Regions from separate parts of the Sus scrofa genome. Here regions 1 and 2 are each linked to region 3. A link is a contact called in public Hi-C and promoter capture Hi-C data. All regions are on one chromosome and are shown on one strand. The core of a region is the stretch at or near the end of the contact, and the rest is flanking DNA. Distances in the headings are between cores, read along the strand shown. Region 1 holds the start of KDSR (3-ketodihydrosphingosine reductase). Region 2 holds the start of VPS4B (vacuolar protein sorting-associated protein 4B). Region 3 holds the start of PHLPP1 (PH domain leucine-rich repeat-containing protein phosphatase 1).

Region 1 (3,985 bases), core at 55-2,554, 580 kb before region 3:
AAAATAAAAATAAATTAAAAATTAAAAATTAAAAAAAAGCAAAAACAAAGCAAGCAAGCAAAAGCCTACACAAATCAAAACAATAGTGAAATGTCACTTCACACCCTCTTGGGGGGAGGCTATAATTTAAAAAGACACATGATAACAAGTATTGGTGAAGACTTGGAGACACTGGAAACCTTATACATCATTGGTGGAAATTGTAAAATCGTGTAGTGGCTTTGAAAAAACAGTCTGACAGTTCTGATTAAACAGTTACTAGAAGATCCAGCAATTCCACCCCCAAGAGAAATGAAAAACTTGTACATGACTGTTCACAGCAGCATTATTCATAATAGCCAAAAAGTGGAAACAACTTAAATGTCCATCATTTAGGATAAATGAAATGTGTTATGTCCACACATGGAATGTAATTTAGTCATAAAAAACATGAAGTACTGATACATTGTACCGCATGAATGAACCTTCAAAATATTATGCTAAGTGAAAACAGCCAGACACAAAAGTCTACACATGCTATATTTGCACTTATAAGAAATATTCAGAAGAGGCAAATCTATAGAGAGAGAAGTATTAGTGATTACCTAGGGCTCGGTGTGGGTTAGAAGGAAATGCGGGAAACTGTTAAAGGGTACAGAATTTGTGGGGAGGGGGTAACTTAATGTTCTAAAATTGATGGTGGGGACAGTTGCACAACTCTGACGATACCAAAACCCATTTACTATGCACTTCAAAAAGGTGAATTGTATGGTATGCAAATTAGATCTCAATAAAGCTTTTTTTTTTTTTTTTTAACCTTGTCTTGGTAAAGAAGATGAACTCTGAGCACAACGAAACTGAATCCTCTAAGCGATTTTTAATGCTTTCTTGGTCCTCTGCTGTGACCATTTTCTAAATGCGCCAAGAAAATATGAAATGGAGCCGGAGGTTTCAGAGCTTGATCCCGGGCCGCCCTTGAGGCAACGAGATTTGGGGATCCCACGGCCGGTGTTTAGGAAACTCTGAGACACTCCCTCCGGCCCGGGGAGGGCGGCTCCCAGAGCGGCGGCGGAAGCCCAGGAGCCAAGCGGCCCGAACTCGTCGCCGGGTTTGGGAAGGTCTGGCGCTGGCTCTCCACGGTCCTAAGGAGCAACCTCGCTACCATACGAGAGCGTCACCAATAGGCGCCCCAGGTGCGCCACCCAGGGCCTGTCCAGAGCGCGCTGGGGGTAGGCCCATCTACCCCGGGGAGGGTGCGGGTGCCTGTACAGACACCGAGGAGGCTCGGGGCCCCCACACCCTCGGCGCGATAGGACAGCAGCCACAGCCTCTTTGCGAGTGGAAGCACCGCCCCGCGCGGTGGCGCCCTCCGCTAGCTCCGCCTCTTCCCCTCCGGCCGCCGCCCCGCCCCACGCCGCGGACCCAAACACCGGCTCCGGCTGCGCGCCGCCGCGCGTGATCGCCGGCGCGGCCGAGCCCCGCGCTCTTGCTAGTGCCGCCCGCCCCCGGCCCCGGCCCTGGCCCCGGCCCCGGCCCCGGTCCGGGCCCCGGCAGAGCGATGCTGCTGCTGGCTGCCGCCTTCCTCGTGGCGTTCGTGCTGCTGCTCTACATGGTGTCTCCGCTCATCAGCCCCAAGCCCCTCGCCCTGCCCGGAGCTCATGTGGTGGTGAGTGGCCTCCTGTTGCTGCGCCGCCGCCTCCCGGCCCGCTCGGCCACCCGGAACGCGCCGGACCGTGATTCAGGCCGGGGGCGGGGGGTGGGGGTGGGGAGAAGGCGACGTCCCTTTCTCCAAATGGAGGGACACCTGCCTCCGTCTGCCCCAGCACTGCCCCCTCGGAGGGCCTTGGGGACCCGCCCTCCGTCGCATCTGGCTCCTCCCGGGGCGGGAGAGCAGGTTAGCAGGGATAGAGCCGGCGAGCCGGGTCCCGGCGCTTCAGGGGCTCGGGAGACGCTCGTTAATCCCCGGAGCATCCCTGGGATCTGGATATTTTTGTCCTCGGGTTTCCCGATGAGTCAACTGAAGAACAGAGAGGTTGAGAAACTTTGCCAAGGACACCGCAGTCGGTGGCGGCTTCGGGCGAGGCGCGCTGTCTGGGCCGGGTTGCGAGGAGGCGGGCGGCAGGGAAGGGGGCCCCATCATCCAGGACTCACCGAGGCAGCTCGCACCTGGAAGATGGCCTGCGCGAGTGACAGTTGCCAAAGGAATCCAGGAAATGACTCACTTAGGGGGGAAATTGTTCCAAACCCGGTGGGCTGGCAGTGTTGGCTACCTGTGTTGGACGCTTTCTGTCCCTTCTACACTGCTTGTCTCTTTTGAGCTCAGCCCGGCCGTCGTTTCAGAGTCAGTGGGATGAACTGAAGTACTTGACTGATGCTTTAGAAATGAAGGGGATGTGGGTAGGTTTGGTTTGTTGCTTAACGGACGCTCGTGTCTTCAAAGATTCCTTTTCTGCCGCTGGGGTCCCTTCAACAGGAAGAATCCTTCTTACCTGAGCCCAGCATGTCACCATTAGTAGTGGGTTTATTGTCCGTTTTCTCATTTGTTTTTCACAAGCCCGAGGCACAGTGAAGCGGGAGGTTATGAATAAGGAAAGTTAGCTACTAAGCTGGTAGCGCAAATCCTTCTGGTGTCTCACTGAGATCTGAGCCTCCCCACTCAGTGAGATGTGACGGGGTGGGTTGGTCACTGCTTTTAGTGTGGTCTGAATCAGGCCAAGATTTTGTGAATGGCAGCATGTATTTTCTTTAACTTCTCTCTTGTAAAACTATTAGTGTATTTCCAACTCCTGCCATTGCTGATGTGGAAGATGAGGCAGTGGGTGTAAATTCATTAGAGATGCAGAGAGGAACACATTTTTACAATCATGCTACCTTCTGAAAGTGTTACATCTGCAAGAGAACTTCTGCCTCAAAAGCATGGCTTTCAAAGTTGGATTCTTTCCAAAGTTATGTTTGTAGAGCATCACTTGGAAATGGTCAAGTCGAAGCAGTAATGAAAATTTTCATTCAGTGTTTGTAAGGGACTTTCACTTCATGTTGACTATGGTCCTCCCCACCTGATCATGCAGAAGCATGATAGGTAAGATAATAAACATGTCTCTTGGGATATATCCAGGAGAATTTCTTATTTTCACCATCCCGTTTTAATATGCCAATATAAATGAGGATGACATGAATAGTTCACATGATGGCACCATCTTTTTTAATGTCATAAAAGGAGCGAAAGTGTAATTATTTTTCTTGAGATTTGTTATGACTAGACACCGTAGTGTTAGGAGAGGGAACTCATGTTTAAACTGTCTTGCTGATGTGGAAGCATGAATGTGCTTAGGTCATAACTAGTTATTGTTTTGTTTTTAGAACAATTCTGATATTCTAGCGTTATCTCTCTAATTACAGTGGTAAAACTCTTTGACAAGTCTTACACACTCTATACTTAAATCATCTGGTTTTTTAAAAAGCTGTTTACTTGACTTGGTGAGAACTAGAAAATCAAGTCCTCCCTTTTGGGGAGTTGGGTGGAAGTAGCTGTCCAGCAAACCACCTCAGTAAGAGGTGCATGGTGGGATTAGAGGTAGGAACATTTAAAACAGTGTTTGCAATGAGTAGTAACAGGCAGTGATAAGGAAAGGGATTGAAATGTTATCTTTAATGTTCTGCATCTCTTCTCATTTTACCAGTGGTCAGTTTAATGCATACTTAACCCCTTTTCTCAGCCATTAGGAAAATCTCTTCTATTTTCTTATAACATTCAAGAATAACAAGATTGACTTAGGTATATGCTTCTATGAATTAGCTGGCTTGGACTAGAAGGTTTGTTTCCTATGAACTATGACCCAGAAGTTGAAAAGTCTTATTCTTGTTTTTAATGGACAAATCTCATAAGGTTAAACCCTTTTCTTTGCCGTGCAGTCAATTTACACCGCTAACTAGCTTACCCATTACAGTCTAGAAAAGAAGATAGCAATAATTACAATAGCTAATATATAGCAATTTAGAGCATATA
Region 2 (3,813 bases), core at 645-3,144, 630 kb before region 3:
AAATGTAGGTTAAGAACTTTCTAAAATACCACAGATGATACTCTTCTCATTGCATATTTGAGGGCAGGGTACATGATATCAACATGATTTATTTCTGTATTGGTGATAAAAGAGGAATGTTTGATTATTTGGTTCATATCCAGCATCTAAAGTACCCTGGCATATGGTATTACTCAATAAATAACTCAATGAATTCTCTTTTCATCATTACATGTCTATTTCTCCCACTAAATTGTAAACTCCTAAATGGCAAGGACCATATCTTATTCATCTTCAAAGTTTCCTAATACCTAGTGGACTTTTGTTTAGTGGGTGTTCAGTAAAACTTTAGAGATTGAATTGAAAGGTAAATTGGAGTCTGGTTGTACCTTCAGGCAAAAGCAAGTCTAAAAGTCACTAAGGAACCAGAGAGTTATTTTAAGCAGCTCAGTTTAATAGTTTAACTTTCATTTAGTGTCTACAATGTGCTCACATTCTAAGGGCTGGAGTCCTTACATTATTTTACCAGTAACTGAAAGGGGACAGAGGAGTGAGAAGAAGCATTGGTAGATGCAGGCAGAGGGCTTTATCTTTGAACCTGGATGACAGAGATTTGGTGATATCCTTCTGAGAAGGCAAGACAGAGAAGGAAGTATGAGGTATAATTAATTTGGCTTTCAATGTGTTGAATTTGTCTTGTGGGGAAACTATACAGTTTTTGGAGATCTCTGGGAGTGAACTGTTAAATACTGGGCAGAACACACCCTGGCCTGGAGATTGACATTGGAAGCCATTTCTATCCTGTTGTTATCTGGAGCCCAGGAAACGGTAAGAGGAGCAGAGATTGAGTAGTATGAAAGAGGATGCCGCACTCTTGAGGAAATTCTACCCTTAGGAATTAAGAATGGTAGAAAGTGAAGAGGATAGAGAAAGGACACTAGGACACTATGCAGAAGAGATTTCAATAACCGGGTAGTGACAATACCAATAAAAAGCAGGAGGGGGGTTCCCTGGTGGCCTAGCAGTGAGGATTCAGCCTAGTCACTGCTGCAGCTCAGGTTCCTGCCACCAGGGAGGTCAAAAAAGGGGGTGGGGGAGGGAAGTACTTCATTTAGGAGACGCCAGGTGATTAGAAAGGATTAGGAAGCTAAACTAAGAAAGGATGAAGAAAAACAGGACTGTGGCTGCAAACAACAGAAAAAAGGGTCTTTAGTTCTGCCAATAATCCCCGACTTCTGTGATCACATATAAAGCACTTAACCTCTCAGGCCATTAACTTTCCTTGTAACAATAACTGGAATAAGTAATATCTGATAAGAGTTGGGTGCAGCAGCCTGCATCCCCATTGGACTACCATAATGCCTTTGAAGACAGCAGCCATACATAACTTTTACTAAAGTTCTCCGGGCCTCCTAGAGCCTTGACAATGACCGTTGGGGAAATGTTCGTTGGATAAACTGTAAAGCGTGAGCAGTAACAAGTTCCAACGCATACTCAGACCTTCCCGCTCGCTTATCCCTGTGCAATGCGCCTAACCATGCAGCGCCAGCATTCTTCACAACCCGGAGTTAGGCACTGTAATTCCCCCCATTTTACATAAGAGTAAGTGTTAAGGGGCCCAAAGTCCCCAACCAAGACTGGATCACTTTTTTCATACAGCATCCACAGCCCGACAGAGCGCGCTCCATGACCTGGAGTGAAAGGAGCCAGAGCTAATAACAGCATTAGACATCAGGAAAAGGAAGAACACCGAAGGATTCTCAGCCCCCAGAGAGCCCCTCAGCCCCAGGCCGGAGTCTCAGTGCGTCTGCGCGCTGGCTGACTTCCGCCAGGCCTCGGGTAGGCTTCAGGGACCTCTCTCCCGGTCTCGCGAGGCCTGGGACTGAGGCAAGACCCGGATGGCTCGGGACAGGGTGGTGCGCATGTTGATGACGAAAGCGGAAGTTCTAAGGCCGGAGGTGGGAGTTCAGGATTGCGGAAGTTTTGTAAGGAGGGTCGGGCGGCTTTGAGATCGCGGTGCTGTTTTCAAATAAGTTGCGGAAAGGAGGCCGCTGTTGGGGGTTTGAGAGCAGCCAGCCTACGCACGTTTAGGGGTAACTCCGGGCCTGACTCGGCGTTGCTGCTGTTGTCTTCTGCCTCCCTTCCTCTTCGGGGAATCGCCTTTCCGCCATGGCATCCACCTCGCCCAACCTCCAGGTATCACTTTTCTCCCTCCCCCTGGAGAGCCAAAGCCGAGGGGGGCGCGGGGCGTAGGGTGTGGGGTGAAGTTAGGGGGCAAGGAGGAGAGAGGAAGCGGCCGCGCCCCTCTGGCCTGACGGAGGAGGGCTGTGCCGGCGTCGGGCGGCAGGTGGGCAGGTCAGGCCCTTTCTGCCAGCTTCCGGGGTCTCCCAAGCCCAGTGATTTTGTGGGAGTCTTGATTTTCATTAAGTTTTTTTTTTTGTTTGGGGGGGGGGCGAAGTGGCTTTTTTTTTTTCCTTTGAAAGCCAGCCGAGTTTAAACTGAACTGGGCACAGATTTGAACGAGAGGCGCAGAAGCTCCAATCAGTGTAAGGGAGAAAGGAAAGATTGTAATGTATCCAAAGCACCGACTGCTCTGGATTAGTTGAAAGTAGGGTGGTCCGACTTCTCTCCTAGTTTCTCAAGTTTGTATAGGAAAACCTTTCTTTTCGAGAGCTGTCAGGTGAATAGAAACGTGCAAACAGGCTCGAATTTAGAGGAATCGGTGAATTCATTGAGTTCCGCATTCATGTGCACTCACAGCTCCCAAAATGTAGTATATAAGATCAGAGAATATTCTTAAACTCTTTTGTGACTTCACCTTCCCATCCCTACCATAGTGAGCTCCGTGTTTGGTAAATAAATCCTGTAATTTTAAGATTTTAGACTTGTTAGATCTCTGTGGAATGGGGTTCACTGAGATGAGAATTTTGTTGTTGTCGTTGTTGCTTTTTAGGGCCGCACGCGCGACATATAGACGTTCCCAGGCTAGGGGTGGAATCGGAGCTACAGCTGCGCGCCTATGCCACAGCAACACCGGATCCAAGCCGTGTTTGCGACCTACACCACAGCTCACCACAGCGCCGGATGCCCTACCCACTGAGCGAGGCAGGCATCGAACCCTGATTTTTGTGGATACTAGCTGGATTCGTTTCCGCTGAGCCAGCAGGAGAACTCCCAGATGAGAAATTTTTGAGACAGTCACCAAAAAGAGGGTTGGGGTGCTTGTTTGGGACTTTTATCTTGAAAATCGACCAAAAATATTATAAAAATGTTTTATGTCTTTTGAAGTGCCCATCTTGCCTTTATCCTTACTGGTTTGTGAACAGTTAACTGCATAGTTTCATTCCATCATCTTTTTAAAAAAAAAAAAAAACTTTTTCTTTTGAAGTATAGTTTATTTACAATGTCATATTAGTTTCAGGTGTTCGGCATAGTAATTCAGTATTTTTACAGATTACACTCCATTAAAAGTTATTATAAGATAATGGCTGTAATTTCCTGTGCTATATACAATATATCCTTGTTGCTCATCTATTTTATACATAATCCACCATCTTTTCATTTGTCAAGACTGCGTGTGATTTGGGCATTCTGCAATGCAATTTTCATCTCTTTACTCATTTTTTTTTTTTGCTAGATTTGCAGTTTCGTTCTATAATCAGTTGTATCATATTTGAATTGGACTGTAGATGTTCTTCAGCGAATCAGCTCAAGATAGACCCATGTTAAAGGCATAGTTGCTAGTGTTAAACAGGGAGCTATAATGAGTTATAATTTTATCAGTTGTTGGGTCACAAGTGGGCTTTCTCATTCAACCTTTTCAGCCTTCTAATG
Region 3 (3,747 bases), core at 1,224-3,723:
GGGGCCGCGAAGCACCCGGCTCGCCGGGACTGGAGTCCGAGGGCGCGGGACTGGCGCGGGAGGCGTGACTTTCCCACCCGTCCCGGGCGCTGGGCAGCGGCAGGTCGGCTGGAGGCGCGCGCGACGACCCCCCGACGGCAGCCAGCCCGTTCCTTCCGCGCTGGAGCCCCAAGTCCCGCGGCTCCGCTGTCGGGAGCCGGGAACCTGCGTCGGGGGGCCCCTTGCCCAGCACCTTCACCACGCCGCCGCCTTTGTGGCCCACCTGGAGCAGGCGGGCGGCCACCTCTCCCGCCGTGGTGTCCAGCGTGCAGAGCACAGGGCGCAGGTAGGTCGAAGCCATGTGGCGGTCGAAGACGTGCACGCAGCCCCGCTGGAGCTGGTGCCGCACCCAGTCCCGGTCCGACGGCTGCAGCTGCAGCATCTGCCGGTGCTTCAGGAGCAGCGTCTTCCTGTCCAGGCTCCGTGTGCACAGCGACGCCGAGGCCGAGCAGGAGGCTGGGAGACCGGCAGCGCTGGGGGAGTACGAGGCGGCAGCCGCGGACGACGACGACGACGACGAGGAGGACGACGACGAGGACGAGGCGGCGGCTGCCGCGGACAGATTCCTCTTCAGCCGCCCTCTCCGCAGCAGCAGGGAGTTGGCACCGCCACCGGCCCCGGGCACCGGGGCAGCCCCGCTGGCGGTGGGCTGTGGCGCGCCCCGCCGCCTTCTGCGACCCGTGCCTCCCGCCCGGCTAGGCAGCGGCCCCGGCTGCGCCTCGCCGGGGGCCTCGTCCCGCGCACCGCCGCTCGGGGCCGCCAGGGTCAGCGCGGGCTCCGTGCTCCGGCCGCCCCCGGCCCCCGCCGCCGCCGCCGCCGCCGCCGCCGCCGCCGGAGCCTGGTCCTCCCTGCTGGTCTCTGGGAGTCGCTGCGCCGTAGCCGCGGCGGCGGGCTCCATTGCAGTGGGGCTTCGCGCTTCCCCCCCAGCTCCGGAGGCAGCGGGCGGAGAGCGAGGCGGGGAGGCGAAGGTGGGAGACGGCGGCGGAGCGGGGAGAAGTGAGAGTCCAATGGCGTTCGGCACGGCCGTTCCAGGGGATTATGTGGCAATTCGGAGCATTCCGTCGGTGTCTCGGTGTTCCATCCCGCGCGCGCGCCCGCCCGCTGGCCTCACCGCCACCGCCCCCCCCACCACCACACACACACACACACACACACACACACACACACACACACACACACGCCCTCACACACACACGCCCTCCCCGCCCCGGTCGCGGGCTCCCCAGCGTAGGCCCCGCCCGTTCCCCCACCTCACCCTGGATAACCAGCCTCGAAATGGGCTCATTGAATATTAATCACGTGCCGGGAGCGGGGAGGCGGGAGGCGGGCGGGGCGGGAGCTCCTCGGGGTCTTCATGAATATGCATCGCCTGCATGACGGCATTCCAGAGAGGATAGGGGAGAGCAGAGGACGGCGGCGAGGCGGGGCTTCAGGGTAAACAAACGTGACGCGTGCGTAGAGGGCGGGGCTGAGGGGCAGTTTCCCGGGAGGTTCCTGCGCGGGCCTTAGAGAAGGGGCGGTGCCAAGACAGGGGCGCGCAGTGCACCTTGGGAGTTGTGGTTCTGGCGCGCTGATGGATGTGCCCGAGGGGAACGTGGCGAACTACAAACCCCAGAGATCCTTAGAGTAAGTCCCTCCTTGCAAACAGCAGCTGGCGATGGACAGTGGGTATTGTGCCCTCTGCTGTTGAACTCGGTGGTCGGAATGGTCTTGTTCATAAACTTATATCTAACCCGCCTACTCTCACTCCCCAGAGACTTTGTTTTTTTCCTGCTAATTGAAAGAGGACTTTGAGGAACTCTGAACTGTACGAAGGTCCCAGGTCCTTTGTCTTCACCTCCACCACCCATTGTTAAATACACATCCACAGCACAAGATAATTGGCAGTCAAAGCCAACCCTATTTACCCCCCCAAGTATTCAAGGCCAGGGAAGATAGGCAGTGTCAGCAAATTCTAACTTGGACATGCTTTGAACGTGCCTGGTGGAAATCGTGCAACTCCGAGCCGATCCTACATCTGAGGAGAAAAAAGGCAAGGGGCTGGGATCTCACTTTTCCCCATTGATCTTAAGGTCTGAAGTAACTTCATGACAGAGAAAGTGATTAAAAGTATAGGAAACGTTGGAATGGAGACACGGTGGAATAGGAGATGGGCAGGTCCTGTGTGTTCTTAAAGTTTTCTTTTTTTCTTTCAGTATTCAGAAAAAAAAAAATATCTTCTACGGCTACAGTGTTTAGTTGTAAGCTGCATTCTCTGTCAGTTAAAACAATATTTTAAGTAACTAGGGTAGCTTATTTTTAAAAAGAATTTAGTAAACCGTTTAAATTGAATTACCATTTCTCCATACGGTTTTATAAACTGAGTTTACTACGCATGCGCCTTTTTCAACTGCATACTATCCGGAACCTGCCTTAATTTCATTAAAGTTACTAAATTTGGGGATGAGTTGGGGATAGGGGCGGGTGTTGAGGAAAAAGGAAGGGAAAGAAAGAGAGGGAAGGAGAAAGAGAGAGAAACTGGAAATTGTAGCTCAAAGAACAAACTAATAAGCGCAGGGAAAGTTGTACTTAGATAATCTACACAGTTTCAGTGAACAGGATGAAAAATAAGTATCGATTCTTGAAGTTCCTGAAAATGATTTTCTATGTTTTTATTTTGAATGAATTTCCATATTTTTCTATTCTATATTTCCTCTTGTCCTCATGAAACTAATAATTATTCCATTTCAATTCAATCAACAGCACAAAGTTACATTTTTTAAATTAGGGAGAATGCAAATAATTATAAACATATGCCAGGAATTCTATTACAGCAGTTGAATAAATCAGATACTGTCCTTGCCTTCATAGAGCTTACACATAAGGAAGAAAGACATTCAACAGTGAGAGGGATGTAGAGGAGGGAAAAATACCAGATTCCATACGAAGCAGCAAAAATAAAACAAGGGGAACTAACCTAGTCTGGGAAGTCCAACAATAGAGACTTCACTTTGGATAAAATTTTATGGAATGAGTGAAACTGATTGCTTGCTGAAGGATCAGTGTCTGAGAGACAGTAAAGAGGCAGAGAAAGAGGTAACATTAAAGATGAATTTCAACTGCACCAATGCATTCATTACCTTGAGTAGCACATAACCCAAACTATCCTAAAAATGAAAAAAAAAATGGTATTTAAATTTAGCCTTCCTTTTAAAAGGTTTAAAAAAACAAAGAGCACATTCAGTTTCAGTACTAAAACATGGACTATTTATATTTCTTTATATTGGTTAGTTCCTTAGTTGATTTCCAATAAACCTCTTTTTTTCTGTATTCAGAAATATATATTAACTCCCATATATTTGCTTTCTAGAGTTATATTTATTCAGCTAATGTAACAAACTCAAGGAAGTTTGTTCTAATTGTAAATACTGTAATCATTGGCACAATGTCCATTTGCATCCTCTCTAAGAAATTATAACACTGTACTCAATCTAACTCCACATTCTGTTGTTTAGCTTTACACAGTTGCCACAATGCTGCCCTTTTTGCCTCTAGGAATTTTGTTTACGCTTAAATTTATAACCAAAAAAAATCCCCCAAGGGGGAAAATGAAAGTAAAAACATTGCCTGGAGAATTTAGTATTCAACATATTAGAGGGGGAGGAGCTGGAGAGTCATCATGCACACCTGTTAGACTTGGTTTGAGGGATTACAAAATTGGCAGGAGGA

What was found. Promoter capture Hi-C pulls out the DNA fragments that hold promoters and counts their contacts. A called contact is a pair of places that touch in the nucleus more often than the background predicts.
Region 1: a contact with region 3 is called in a promoter capture Hi-C map of liver, with 5 times the contacts expected there. The contact joins the promoter of KDSR here to the promoter of PHLPP1 in region 3. A contact is called at or near these places in 2 of 5 promoter capture datasets (fetal liver and liver) and 2 of 47 Hi-C or Micro-C datasets (embryonic fibroblasts and skeletal muscle).
Region 2: a Hi-C map of skeletal muscle shows a contact between it and region 3, with 6 times the contacts expected there. The contact joins the promoter of VPS4B here to the promoter of PHLPP1 in region 3. A contact is called at or near these places in 2 of 5 promoter capture datasets (fetal skeletal muscle and liver), 4 of 47 Hi-C or Micro-C datasets (heart right ventricle, liver, mesenteric adipose tissue and 1 more) and 1 of 2 datasets of contacts at active chromatin or transcription factors (alveolar macrophages).

What each region holds. Positions count from the first base shown.
Region 1 is chr1:158,287,240-158,291,224 of Sscrofa11.1, forward strand. KDSR (3-ketodihydrosphingosine reductase) reads left to right here and starts at 1,305. Exons shown (of 10, transcript XM_001925913.6): 1 at 1,305-1,645. The coding sequence starts at 1,538.
Region 2 is chr1:158,231,145-158,234,957 of Sscrofa11.1, forward strand. VPS4B (vacuolar protein sorting-associated protein 4B) reads left to right here and starts at 1,895. Exons shown (of 11, transcript XM_003121699.5): 1 at 1,895-2,175. The coding sequence starts at 2,149.
Region 3 is chr1:158,861,170-158,864,916 of Sscrofa11.1, forward strand. PHLPP1 (PH domain leucine-rich repeat-containing protein phosphatase 1) reads right to left here and starts at 2,474. Exons shown (of 17, transcript XM_021099624.1): 1 at 1-2,474. The coding sequence starts at 937.